2 separate regions of the Triticum aestivum genome follow, and region 1 is linked to region 2. Evidence: chromatin contacts called from public Hi-C data. All regions are on one chromosome and are shown on one strand. The core of a region is the stretch at or near the end of the contact, and the rest is flanking DNA. Distances in the headings are between cores, read along the strand shown.

Evidence for each region. A called contact is a pair of places that touch in the nucleus more often than the background predicts.
Region 1: a contact with region 2 is called in a Hi-C map of leaf, with 3 times the contacts expected there. The contact joins the promoter of LOC123124756 here to the promoter of LOC123121415 in region 2. A contact is called at or near these places in 3 of 5 Hi-C or Micro-C datasets (all in leaf).

What each region holds. Positions count from the first base shown.
Region 1 is chr5D:313,292,395-313,299,204 of IWGSC CS RefSeq v2.1, forward strand. LOC123124756 reads left to right here and starts at 1,424. Exons shown (of 2, transcript XM_044545316.1): 1 at 1,424-2,211; 2 at 2,320-2,901. The coding sequence starts at 1,555. The coding sequence ends at 2,529.
Region 2 is chr5D:313,068,111-313,075,289 of IWGSC CS RefSeq v2.1, forward strand. It overlaps LOC123121415 (U-box domain-containing protein 19), which reads left to right and starts at 2,355. Exons shown (of 1, transcript XM_044541380.1): 1 at 2,355-4,783. The coding sequence starts at 2,440. The coding sequence ends at 4,545. TRNAK-CUU (transfer RNA lysine (anticodon CUU)) reads left to right here and starts at 5,246; the gene lies at 5,246-5,318.

The sequences.
Region 1 (6,810 bases), core at 174-2,673, 220 kb after region 2:
CGAGAAAACATAAAACCAAAAAAAACAAACAAAAAAATGACGGAAGCACAATTGTAGTTCACACAGACGCACATTTCTTCTTCAACTTTTTAGGAAAGCACAGAAGAACAACTTGTGAAAGCACATTTGGGCTTACACGCAGGAAGCACAACTATGCTTCACACAAAGAATAAATCCCAAAAAACAAAAAAACAATAACAAAAAAATGGAAGAAAAAAAAGAAACATTTTGAATGGAAGAAGCACCCAACACAAGCCACAGGGCGGCGCTGGAGACTGGAGTGCTCCGCACCAGAAAATAGTTCGCTGGTGTTTCTAGAATTCCCTTTGGTTAGGTTATTATTATTTTAAAGTAACCCGCTTTGGTTTTTCTTTTTCGAGAATGACCCGGGGTGTTGCTCCCCGTGATTTTGGGATCTGTCCGTCCGCTTCGGGAGCCCATATTGGTCCATAGTAGGACTGCATCTTGTTCTTAGGCCTACTAGCCCAAGTGGGCTACGGCCCACATGAGATGTCAGATGTACTAACCCACCAGGATTATTGTTCACATGAAAAAAAAGGAACCATTGCTAAAAAAAGAGAAAGAAGGAACCAGGAGTTGGTTTTGGATCACGGTGCGGCGCCCGTGCTCTCAGCCCCTCCGTCAGGGTGGCCACGTCTCAGAGAGAGAGAGAGAGAGAGAGAGAGAGAGAGAGAGAGAGAGAGAGGCGGGGGGATGGCGGTTACAGAGAATGATGGAGGGGTGGGACCCGCAGGAACTACGATTTAGTGGGACGTTTTAACCGCTTAAGAGAATCCAAGACAACAATTACTGGAACATAGAAGAGGAAAAATGGAGGGAAAATAGCTTTTTTTAGCCACAGAACGACGTGGCATATTACGCGGTAACCGGCCTGATTGGCTCCTCTATTCTCTTCTTCTTTGCAATCCAGTCCTCCATTTTCCAGGAAAGGTGCCGACACGTACACATTTTTGCACCGAAAAAAAAGTGTTGGTCATCTCGACTAAATATAGAATACGGACTGTAATTCCTGCGCCTTATTCTCGATATACATTCACAGTTCAGACTCCATTACTGAGCAATACTAGCATGCAATGCCTGCGTGTATTAGCGAGAATTAATTAGGTGATTATTGCATCAATCAGTAATAATGTTGGCCATTGTAAATGCAATGCCTGAGCATCTAAACAAAATTCTTTTGTTAAATAGGGGCGCTCAGCACTGTGTGGAATTAAAAAAAAAGGGAGGGATGAGATGAAAAAGCCATAACCGCGGGAGAGAATGGCATGGCGGTTAATGAGGAGCGAGTGGGTGGCGCCGCCCCGGCGTCCCCGGCTTTCAAGGGGCGGTTACCGCGCGAAGCAATCGTTAAGACCACCACTAATCACTGCGCTTGCCTCTGTGTTAAGACCCACCCCAGCAAACTCAAGTTGAGCCGCCGCCTCCACCTCCACCTCCTCCACCTCGCTTGACCCCGTCCCAGGGCGGTTGAGCTCTGCAGCGAGACACCAGCAGCGCGCAGCATTAGCAAAGATAGCAAGCAACCACGCCCCGATGTCCATGGCCCCGCTCAGCTTCCGCCCGACACCCACCGCGCGCCCGCTGTTCCACTGCTTCCATGACGGCGCCGACCGGGACGTCAGCTTCCTGCAGGACGTCCATCCCGACGTCGGCGACGCGCTCCTGGGCTTCGTCTACGACCCGCTCGACCCCGCCGTCAACGCCGGCCTCGACGAGTTCCTCAACATCCCGCCCTACGACGACGACGAGGACGACGAGGACGGCGGCCAGCAGCGCTGCGCCAAGAAGCCGCGCGCGGCGGGCTTGGAGGAGGACTCGTGGTTCGACTTCACGGCGGCGGACGGAAGCCTCGCCCAGAAGTGGGACAATGCCTGCACGCAGCAGGTGCCGGAGTTCCTCCCCGAGTTCGTGCTGCCACTGCCCCCGCCCCCGCCTCCGCCGCCGCAGGTGTACCCGCCGTTCGTGCGCGGAGCCGACGCCAAGAAGCTGCAGGCCGCGGGCAACGGGTCGTCGCAGAGCGCCGCGGCGAGGGAGCGCCGGAGGCGGATAAGCGAGAAGACGGCGGAGCTGTCGCGCCTCATCCCCGGTGGCCACAAGCTCAACACCGCCGAGATGCTGCAGGAGGCCGCGCGCCACGTGAAGCTCCTCCAGGCCCAGGTCGGCATGCTCACCCTCCTGAACAACATCGAGGTAATTAACACGGCCACGGCATTACAAACGTACCTTGATCAATGTTGATCAATCCCTCTCGTTCAATGCAGTGTCAATTGTGTTAAGAATTCTCGTTTTCTTTTTCAGGACGAGAAGGTGCCGGCCATGGCGCAGGAGCACATGCACGCGCTGCTCGTGTGCGGCGGCATGCAGGAGCGGCTGGCCGCCGAGGGCAAGTGCCTGGTGCCGAGGGCGCTGGTGGACACCATCGCCAAGGACGCCGCCGTCAGGTCGAACGCGCTGGTGAACAGGGACCTCACCCGGTTCACGGAGTCGCTGGCCGCGGAGAAGAAGTAGCCAGGTGCGCGCGGAGTCGCCGGTCGTGGCTGCCGCGCGCGCATCGGAGCGCGCGGCCGTGCACGGCGTGGGCGTCCTTTTTTGAGAACGCCGCCGCTGCATGCATGCGCGCGCCGCCGCTTGTCGTCGTCGCGTGTATTGCTGACCCCTGACGACGACGACGCCTGTCTATAACTGATCGGTGGATTAGGTGTAGGCAATCACGATTGATTTAGAAAGACCACGTCCTTTTAATTTCATTATTACTAGGATATTTTAATTGGTTTCGTAGGGCACCTGTGCAGTGACACTGACATTGTGTTCTACACAGCTGAATTTTGTAGTAATAATCTCTTCACTGATGTTGTGATTCTCGGTACATTGGTGACTGATAGTTGGGGTTTATTTATCTTCTCAATAATAAGATCTTTGCAAGAAAGACCATGTTCTCTGAGTTTTTCTTTAGATTCTTTCTTATCCTTTTGCGTGTCCCTAAGTACATGGTTAGTCACACGATTGCAGTACGATGCTGCAATTCTCGTTCGTCACAGTACATGTATTTTACCCTTCTCCTGCCGTGCTAACATTTTTGCTAATCAGTTCGGTGTTTTTATTTAAAAAAATCACACTGATTCTTTTTTCACCTAGGAAAGCGATTAGTATTTCTTTTAGAGGAAAGCATATCGCTTAGTCACCTAAATAAAAGCAGAGTGCTCAGGGCATCTCCAACGATGATCCACAAATTTGCTCCGACATCCATGCGCGGACAGGGGGTAGTTAGCGGACACCGATGCCCAAGGTGGCCATCCAATGCTGCCCGCATACATTTCAAAACAACTTCTCAACTAACCGGAGGAAATTAATGCAAACATGGCGGATTTTCATACAAACCAGACGAGATGCATGCTAACACGGCGGATTTCATTACATTTCAAACATTTAGAACAAAAAAAGCGATCCAACCCTAAACCTACCCTACGCTGGCGGTCGGCGTCCACTTCCGCTGTATTCCACATCGGCGACCACGTCCTCCATCTGCCATCTCCATGAACGGGGTTCAAGACCTGTAAGTGAAGGTGCGGTCTCCAGCGAGGACGAGTAGATCATGGGAGAGGGACCGGCCCACTTTGGACACAATGCCCTGCCGCCTCCCATGCCCTATTCATCCTCTTAATGGACGTGTTGATCCACCAAACTTGTGGTTGGACTCACCTCCTATATTTATTCTTGAATATTTAGCAAATGATGTAAGCGTTATCTAATTTTAAAATAGCTAGCCATGAAGACTTTTTCCTAAAAAAAAGCTCACCTACCGCAGTAAGTACTCCGCCCCAGGTTAAAATTTACACCAATACGTCTGTGTCATACGAGAAATAACACTAACTATGGCGCAAATCATGGGACGAATGAATGGCCCAGATAACAGGATCATCTGACCACAGGCTCAGAAAAGAAATTTCGTTTCTTTAATTCCTTTCTCGGTTTTCTTTGTATACTTTTGGTTTTACTTTGCTTTTCTCTTTGTTTCTTTTCGGTTTTACTTGTTTTCTTTTTTAATATGTGTCTACTTTTTCTGCAGTACACAATGTACAGTTTTAGCGCACACGCGAAATATTTTTTTGGCATTTTTCATGTACATGATGTACTTTTTTTAAAATTCATGTGTTGAACACTTTTTTGAATACACGGTAATATTTTCCAAATCCACGTTTCACATTTTGTAATAATAATTAACATTTTCTAGACTATCCGTACATTTAAACAAATTCATAAACATTTTTGAAGCATGTGAATATTTTTCTAAAATGTCAAATAAACTTTCGTAATTGAAATACATATTCTTTTAACCTACGGAAACATTTTTTAATTTGTACAAACAATTTTTAAAATGTCACCAATATATTTTTGAATCTTTAGAATTTTTCTCTGAAATGCCATGTACATTTTTTAGTGGTATGAAATATTTTTTCTTATATTACTCAAACATCGTTTTTACATTGTAAACACTTTTTAGGAAAATATCAGAGATATATTTATGAAAATCATGATTTGTTTATTCAAAAATATAACGTACATTTTATTGAATGTATTAAATATATTGTTTGAATTACTCAAACTTTCTTTACATTGTGTAAACATTTTTCAAATGTCACATACATTTTGAAACGCGTGATATTTTTTATATGTTACAAACATTTTTCATACACATGATTAACATAGTTTTATACACATTTAATATTATCAAATGCATGATTAACATTTTCATAATTTTATGTAAATTATGTTTTTTAGCCTATATATAATATAGTCAGAATATTTGGACATATAAAAAATACTAAAAATAATGCAAAAATAAAAAAAATGTGAAGAAAAACGAAAAAACATGGTTGACATCAGCATGATACTGCACGTGGTTACTGGGCCGGCCCAGCAACACCTCCCTTCAGGCGCCCACGCGCCAACGCCGATGGTCCGGGCCATGTAGACATTGCTCTTTTTTTTTCTGGTTGGCTCGACCGCATTTAGCATATTAAAAGAAAAAAATCGCCAAAAAGAAAAAATTGCGAATGATAAAAAGTTCAGGAATTTTGAAAAACGTTCATCAACATGGAGAAAAGTTCATCTAATTTAAAGAAATTTTATCCATTCCGAAAAAGGTTCATCAGTTTTGAAAAAAAAATCATCGATATTGAAAAAGTTAATTGAATTAAAGAAAATCATTGAATTTGAAAAAAAAGGTCGTTGAATTTGAAAATTTTCATCAATTTTTTCAAAATGTTCATGATGTTGAAAACAGTTCATTGATTTTTTAGAAAAATATTTAATTTGAATACAAAGTTCATGAATTTAGCCAAAAGAAAAATAATGAGAAAAAACTGAACAAAACAGTTCCAGAAAAAAAGAAATTAAATTTTAAAAAAGAAGAATAAAGTTCCGCGAACTGTACAGGATAAAAAGGGAAAGATGTGAGTCTGCACATTCATTTGAGATGGCCTAGTGTTTAGTACGCTTTGCCCTGAATAAAGAGGCCTCTTATTCGAACCCCACCAGTCGCATCTTTTCTTTTTGTTTGAATTTTAACAGGAAAGAAAGAAAATATTAAACGGGCCGGCCCAGCTCGCGGGAGGGTTTTTTTGCTTCAGACGCCCGTTTGCAAAATGGTATGACGCTTGAAGCGCCAAATAGGAGGTGCCCACCAAGTTTCCTCAATCAATGAGTGGTGTGTCTCAACGAGGCTAGTGTTGCCACGCGACACCACGATAACCATCGTGCTTTCATGACGGCGAAAGATTACTTTACGAGCAAAGCAACAAAGATTTTCTCGCTTTCGTGAGGAGAGAAGATTTTCTCACTTTCATGAAGGAGAGACGGCCGTTTTTCAGCGCAAAACATCAAAGATCAACCAATCCCTAAGGCTGCTAAAGCTTCGCAGAGAAAACGAACAAGAAACAAACGTAGATAAAAAGTAATGTATTTTTATTGAATAGATTGATTGGTGTTTTTTCCCTCAATCGGCCCAGGACCTTAGATATATAAAGGGCATGCAGGACTTGGCGTATACGACCAAAATATCAAAACCAAACCGAACAGAATTAATTCCTTGATTCGGTTACAAGTACAAAGCTGTACATAAAAGTTCCAAGTCCAATTCACGTATAGAAACTTGTTTTGGTCCACAAGGAAAATAATAAACCAATCCGACAACGTTGCTAATCTATACCTATTATTAAAGGGAATAGATATTCTTAGTTTGGTTTTGCTTTATTTCATCCCGTTACAAGGCTTTTGTCTGTTTGAGCAAATCAGAGCGTACGCTTGCCGGCCGGCCGGCCCATATCTCTATTTTTTAATTGCCAAAACAAACGAAGCCGCCGCCCGTATCGATGAAGGAAAGGACGGGCGCTGGCTTCCTTACAGAGTTCAAATCCTATTTTTACAGGAGTCCAAATCCTATACTATCTAAAAAAAAAGGAGTCCAAATCCTATTTAGATTCCTACAGGAGTCCGAAACCTATTTAGAGGCAGCCATCGTTGGTGCTACAAATATATCCTATCTTTAATGATTTTTTTTTTGAAATTATCTTTAATGATTTTTTATATGACACAATCCCAGGTCTTTGGTTCAATTAACCTGTCAGTTTCACACGTCGTCACCTTCGGTTCAATTAAGCTGTTTGACAAGTAAGCTTTACAATTAACCTGTCAGTTTCACAGGTCGTCACCTTCAGTTCAATTAAGCTCTTTCACAAGACAGCTTTACATCAGGTATTTTTGTTATCTGTTCCCATATACGACATCTTC
Region 2 (7,179 bases), core at 1,105-3,604:
ACAGATCACAATGGAAAAAAATCTGAATATTGAATAAAAAATCTAGTAACAACCCGAGGGGATGGTTCTCAGTAATTTCCCCAAGGATAAATCTGCAGTTCTCGAGGTACTTCGCAGATCCACAACCAATTAGTTTTTAAACATATTTAGGAGAGGCAATGGTTTCAATCACATAGCTGCACAAATCACACATCTCTGCTCCAAAACAATGACAAACTTCTTTGGGTCTGACAGAGAAACACAAAACTTATGGAGGGATGAACGTGGTTGGGATTTGGGAACAAACACAGTGGCTTGAGGTAGTTGGCACCGGCACTGCCGGGAACGAGTAGTTCGCCACCAGCCGAAATCCTCCGGCGGGCAGCAGTAGGTGGCGGTGCAGCCAGCGGCGTACTTTGAAGGTTGACGGCGGAGGATACGGGGAGCGGGCGGAAGAGATGGCGATGAGGAGGATGATGTGGTGCCGGTGCGTGGTGGGGCTACTGCAACAAGAAAGGGAGGAAGCAAGAGAGGCGTCAGGGTACGGCGGCGGCAGCGGCGCACTTCCGGGCATTGGAACCGCAGGAGATGGGGGAGGGGGTGTAGGGGATGACGCGGAAGAGGGCGTCGTGGTGGAGATGCTGGGCGGTTGTGCTGCGGCACAAGAGGATGACGAGTCGGCGGACGGGCGGCGTCGGCGGCGTATGTGTTTGCCGAGCTCGGCGCCAGAGGAGACGGGCAAAAGGGGGCGGAGGAGATGGCGGGGAGGACGGGATTTTGCGGTGGTGGTGAGCGCTGGGGCTGATGAGAGCAGGCGTGAGAGGCTTGGGGGTGGATGGCGCCGACAACTGCCATCGAGCGAGATCGATTCCAGTGACATCGAGCGAGATCGGTGGTTCTTCCAGCGCCTTCTTTTTCAGATGGATTTTGATGAGTTGGGGGCGCCAGTGCTGAACGGGAGAGATGGGACTTGGAGGGGCTATCTGCAAATGTGTGAAGTGAAGCGGGCGTCTTTCTGTAAAATTGCACAGATTGCTTTGTGTTGTGCGTCGGATGCAGATCCGACGATCCGAAACGCAAAATGGCAGGCACATCATTATTACCAATTCAGATTTTCATAGAAGTAGAGATAGTATACGCAGTTGTGGATCAGTGAGGCGCCAAACGGTATCCTGTCCCCTTCGCCACGTCTGACAGGGACGCACTCCCTCCTCTGCGCTTGACCGCTTCCACGGGCCGATCCCAAGGATCTTGACAAAATCAATCATGCTGCCGTGTGGGACCGCTGTTAATGGCTGCTGCACTGCAAGTCCGCAGCCTCCTGGACGTACGTATCTAGTTGCGGCACAAAGTTTGGCACAATCAAGACTCAACGCGTGTCCCCACGGCCGACACGTAGGCGGATCTTCCACGCCAGGTTACCAAATAAACTAATCAACTCGTGTCCACGTCGCCAAATAGCGGATTACTACCGATCAACAACTTACTTACGCGCCTCCTTCCCGTTCAGTAGGCGACGGAGTAGAGCGCACGCGCGAATCTCCAAGCCTTGGCGGAGGCCAGGGGATGAGCGTGCGGTCGCTGCTCGGTGTTCGGCGGCGAGCTGCCTCGCGGCTTCTATGTCGGCCAGGTGGGCCCAGCAATCGCCCAAAGTATATCCCCTTGGCGGCTGGCGGGTCGAAGACTGCAATGCGTCGCACGCGACATACTAATATGCCAGGTGTGCATGGAGCGGTCTGGTGGGCCAGGCCGTACGTACGTCTACCCGAGCGCAGCTAGAGCTTACGATCTCCATGACCATGGCGAAACGAGCACGACTGTACCATCTTCCTTCTTCTGCTGCATGCGTCAGTTGCGTAGACCAAATGAGGTTGCCCGGCCGACCAAAGCCGCCCACCCCGATGAAGAGGGTTTGCTTCTAAGTTTCAACTCTTCTTCGTTCACCAAGCTAGGTTACTTACTTGTAAACAAGTACAAGGAATCCATCTTACTTTTGCTCGTCTGAACCTAAAGATTTGCATCCCATGTACGTGCTCACGTACCGCACCACACATGCCCTCGTCTCACTCGCCAGCCCCGTCGGCAATCTATCCATCCGGACATGCATGCATCAAAGCCATAGCCCAAATGCGTAATAAGAAAGTCCAATATAATAGTGATATAGGTGCATCATCATCATCATGGAGCTACAGACGAAGAAGCTGCCATGCCGCTTCTCATCTCGCTTTCTCGCGTTCCTATCCACTGGTGTCGTCGGGCTCCACGTGTCGATCCTGCCACGCGTCGGCATCCCAGGCGAGTGCTCCCTGTCTGGTAACACGTGTTCACGCTCCTCTATAAGTATGCGGCTCTCGGTATCCTCTCACTACGAATTACAGCCCACCTCTTAATCTCTCTTGAGCTTACTTCCACACTACTTCCCTTAATCCAAGCGCACCACTACCGGTCGGTCGATCTACGATGCCGGCGCCGACGCCACCACGGAGCCAACCAAAGCGCCGGCGGCCGCTTGCTCTTCCCGCGGTCTGCCCGTGCGAGGGCATCGCGCCGGAGCCGCTCCTCGCCTCCCTCGTCTCGCTCACGGCCGATGTGGCGAGCCGCAGGGCCGGCGACGCCAGCGCCTTCCCCGTGCTCCGCCGTGGCACGCACCAAGCAGTGCGCCTCGCCGGCCTCCTGCTCGCCTTTCTCGAGGAGATCCAGGACGCGACAGCGACGCTGTCGCACTCCGCCGTGGTCGGTCTCACGGAGCTGCACGTCGCCATGCAGAAGATGAGGTTCCTGCTCACGGACTGCGCGCGTCGAGGGGGCCGCCTGTGGATGCTCGTGAACACTGAACTCATAGCGTCTGAGCTCAGGTTGTGTCTGGGATCCGTCGCGGCGGCCATGGATGTGCTACCGACGAGCATCGTCGGTGCATCCGTCGAGTCGGGGGAGCTCGGGCGGCTGGTATCGGATCAGGCGTGGCGCGCGGTGGTGCGGCCTGACGCCGGCGACAAACTAGCAGTGCGGAGCATACGGTCTATCATGGATACCTTTAAGAGGGGCGTCGCGCCGGAGGCAGATGATGTGATGCGGGTGCTCCGCCGGATCAGGGTCGAAAGCTGGTTCCAGTGCTCCGAGGAGATCGCTTTCCTAGATGGCGAGCTCTCCGTGCGGTTCGACGCCGGCGACGAGAACAGCAGCGAGGTGGTCCTCATCAACAATTTGATGGCGTTCCTGGTGTACTGCCGCGTGGTGCTGTTCGATCACATTGACTCGAAGCAGTCGGATGCGACGGCGGTGCGACCGGCGACGTGCCCAGAGTGGATCAGACCGGAGGCGCTCCAGTGCCCGATCACACTGGAACTCATGATCGACCCGGTGACCGTGTCCACCGGCCAGACATACGACCGCGCGTCCATCACACGGTGGATGAAGGCCGGGTGCCGCACGTGCCCAGTCACCGGAGAGAAGCTCCGCACCGCCGACCTCGTGCCGAACGCCGCGCTGTGCGGGATCATCGAGCGGATGCTGCTCAGCAACGGCGTCTCGCTTCCCGAGACGAGCTCCAGGCACCACCACGGCGACGCTGACGGCTCAGCCGCTACATTCAGTCCGTCAGCCACCGGCGCCGCGCGGCTCGCCGTTAGCTACATCGTGGCGCAGTTCTCGACGGGGTCGACGGAGGAGCGTAGGAAGGCGACGTCCGAGGCCCGCAAGCTCTCCAAGCACAGCGTGTTCTACCGAGCGCTCTTCGTGGAGGCCAATGCCGTACCGTGGTTGCTGTGCCTCCTCTCCTGCATGGACACGTCCGTGCAGGACAATGCCGTGGCGTCCCTACTCAACCTCTCCAAGCACCCCGGTGGCCGGACGGCGCTCGTGGAGGCCGGAGGCATCGGCCTCGTGGTCGACATCGTCAACGTCGGCGCCAAGGCCGAGACGCAGCAGAACGCCGTGGCCATTCTGTTCTACCTCTCGTCGAACGCCGAGTACGCCGAGGAGATCGGCCGCTTCCCGGAGGCCATACCGACGCTAGTGCGGCTCATCAAGGACGGCGCGCACCGCGGCCGGAAGAACGCCATGGTCAGCCTCTACGGTCTGCTCCAATCCCCGAGCAACCACGCCAAAGCCGTTGCCGCCGGCGCCGTGGTGGTGCTTGCTGGCCTCCTTTCCAGCGACCGCGACGGCGACCTCGCCTGCGACACCGTCTCGCTGCTGGCGAGGATCGCCGAGCAGCCGGCGGGCGCACAGGCCGTGCTCGCGCGGGCGGGCCTAGTCGCCCGCCTCGTCGAGTTCCTCGCCGCGTCTTCCTCTCGTTCCGGGAAGGACCACTGCGTGGGGCTGCTTGTCTTGCTGTGCCAGCACGGCGGCGAGAAGGTGGTCGCCCTGCTGGGCCGGATGCCGGGGCTGATGGGGTCGCTGCACTCGCTCGTCGCCGACGGCAGCCCGGCGACTTGCAAGAAGGCGCGGTCGCTGATCAGCATGATCCACCGGCATTACGAGCTGGCCAGGCCGTCATCATCGCCGGTGCCGCTGCCGGTGCCTACACCGGACGCCGGTGACCGTTTCGTTCGGCTCGTGCTATAGCGCCGCGCGCGACGAGGCGTCCCCTTCTCCTAGCTAGCTAGTCCTAAGTAAGCACAGTACATCGTACAGCGTGATGGATACGTGACCATTTTTGCTCTCGATCTCATTCTCAGCTCGAGTTTTAGAAGAGCTGAGATTGAATTTTGTTCCTCCCCGCCATTCCTTGTGTTATACTACGCCGCTATTGCTATACAGATTAGAGTTGCAGTTTGTAACACCTTTGTTGTACATATCTGTGTCGAATTGGATTGTGTGTTCACTCTGATGATTTGAGTGCATAATGGAAGAAGATAGTTGTGGGAACAAAGATTTGGTGGCGACTGAAATTTTCTCGCTCGAAAATGAAAACCTTGACTGTACTTACATGATTACAGTATTACAGTTACAGAATAGTTTGGTAGAGGTTTTGATTATGAGCTGATCCAGTTGCCGTGTCTTTTCGGCCTTCACAGTTCACACCCCAGCAGTCGTTCTGATTGGAACAGGTCAAGCACACAAAAAGTTCTTTGTATGTTTCTTTTCCACAAAAAAGGTCTTCCCTGTAGTAGCTATGACTTTCGTGCGAATCTAAATAGTTTGTGGCGAAATGAAGTATGGACTCATTGTCCGATTTAAAGAACTCTACTCCGTAGTGGGCCTGAGCAAGAGAGTGAAGGCAATTATAATATTAGAGAACAAGAAATTCCATTTTGCACATCCAGCCCGTCTAGCTCAGTTGATAGAGCGCAAGGCTCTTAACCTTGTGGGCGTGGGTTCGAGCCCCACGGTGGACGCTGGTCGTTTTTTCCCTACTGGCTCGTCTCCTGTTTTCTACTTCCCTTTTCATTCGTAGTTTCTGTTTTTTTTTTACAATGGAACCAGTCCTCTGTGCACATCGCCGGAACGATGCCCCATTTCTGCGGACTAATCATTCTACTACAACGATATTTACAGTATCGTTACAGCTGAGCAGATGGTTTGAGTAGTAAGCAAGCGACGAGCTTTTTGTCAAAAAATAGAAGAAGCAGACGACGAGCTAGTCAAACGATAGTTTAATCTCTGATGCAAACCAACGGCGCTATACAGCAGAGCAGCCACGCGAGTACAGCGTGCAAGCAGAGCGCTGTCAGCGGGCGCGCCCCTTGACCGGGTGTGTGTGTGCCAATCACGGTTCACGTGAAGGCCGCATCGCTCGCTTGTTGCTTTGATTAGCGTGAGTAGTTAATCAGCCGGGGACTACTAGATTAGTGCTAGTGCATCGCTACAAGGGGGAGATGACATGGATTGTTTAGTGCAGCAACAGAGGTTTATGCCTCTCGTGATGGGATCACGAGCGGGATGCGTATAACAAACGGCGTGGACGGTGGAAGTACCTTCTTGCTTCTGCGGTGGATTGCTCGATCCGAGGCGGCTGCCCCATTTTTAACAGAAGCAAGTGGCTGTTGAGCAGTTGGGAGCTTGCTTCCAGAAAAGAAGTGACCATTGGCAGCTCACGAGCTGACACTCAAGTCAGCTGTCCCCAGACCCGACCCGACTCACAATACATCTTGCCATCTTTGCAACTGATAAGCGAAAAAAAAGGAATAAAAAAGAGGCGCTGGCCGTGGCTCGACCAGATAGGTCATCTAGCACACCAGTGGGTCGGGTCTCCCTTGGCCGTTGGACCGTGCAATACCGAACGCATGGAACGCAAACCCACGTCCACCCCGCACGAAACATGCCGCCGTCGCCATGCGCCACGCGCTCAGTACCCGTCGCCTCATGATGCCCGAAGCTCCACTGTGGTGTCTCGTCCATTTGATATAGCTCTAAATCATAATGAGCTACAAGTGCCATCATAATTCTGAAAAAATCTTTGGCTCATGCAGGTGAGGAGGCCTCCTTATAATCGATCTCTTCTCTCTGCGTAAAACCTTTTGCTACAAGTCTCGCTTTGAACCTTTCGCCATTTTCTTTGAAATCATATTTGGTTTTGTAGACCCACTTGCAGCCTACCCTTTTGGCTCCATCAGGAACTTCTACTAAGTCCCAAACATCATTCAAGCTCATAGATTTCAATCTGTCTTTCATTGCGACCAACCATTTGGACGGGTCTTCACTTATGAGGTCGGATCTTGTACCTTTCGTGTGTCATTTTCATCCTCACATGAAAGTGACATAATCGCTGGAGATGGTCTTTTTTTTCCGTTGTGATCTTCTCATAGGCTCATTAGTATGTGCATTTCTTCTTGCTTGAGAAGGTTGAGGATTAGCATTGGGTTGAGGATCATCATTTGGCTGAGGGTCCTCATCATGCTGAGGATCTTCATTATGTTGAGGCTCCTCGTTGGATTGAGGATCCACTTCAGGTTTGGGGTCACCAGTAGGTGCCTCGTCCATATTAGGCATAGGGATAAAGTTCTCTTGGATAGCCGGGGATGAATCATACACTCGCTTCTCCTCAAGATCAATCGCCCTAACCTCAGTAACTTCATTATCCTCAAAAAATACCGATTGCCTGGTTTCCACAAACTTAGTGGTATGACCTGGGCAATAAAAGCGATATCATTTTCCTCTATGAGGGTTCCCAATGAAAAAACAACTAACTGTCTTTGGGTCCTACTTCTTAATATGTGGATTGAATACTTTAGCTTCAGTTGGGAAACCCCACACACG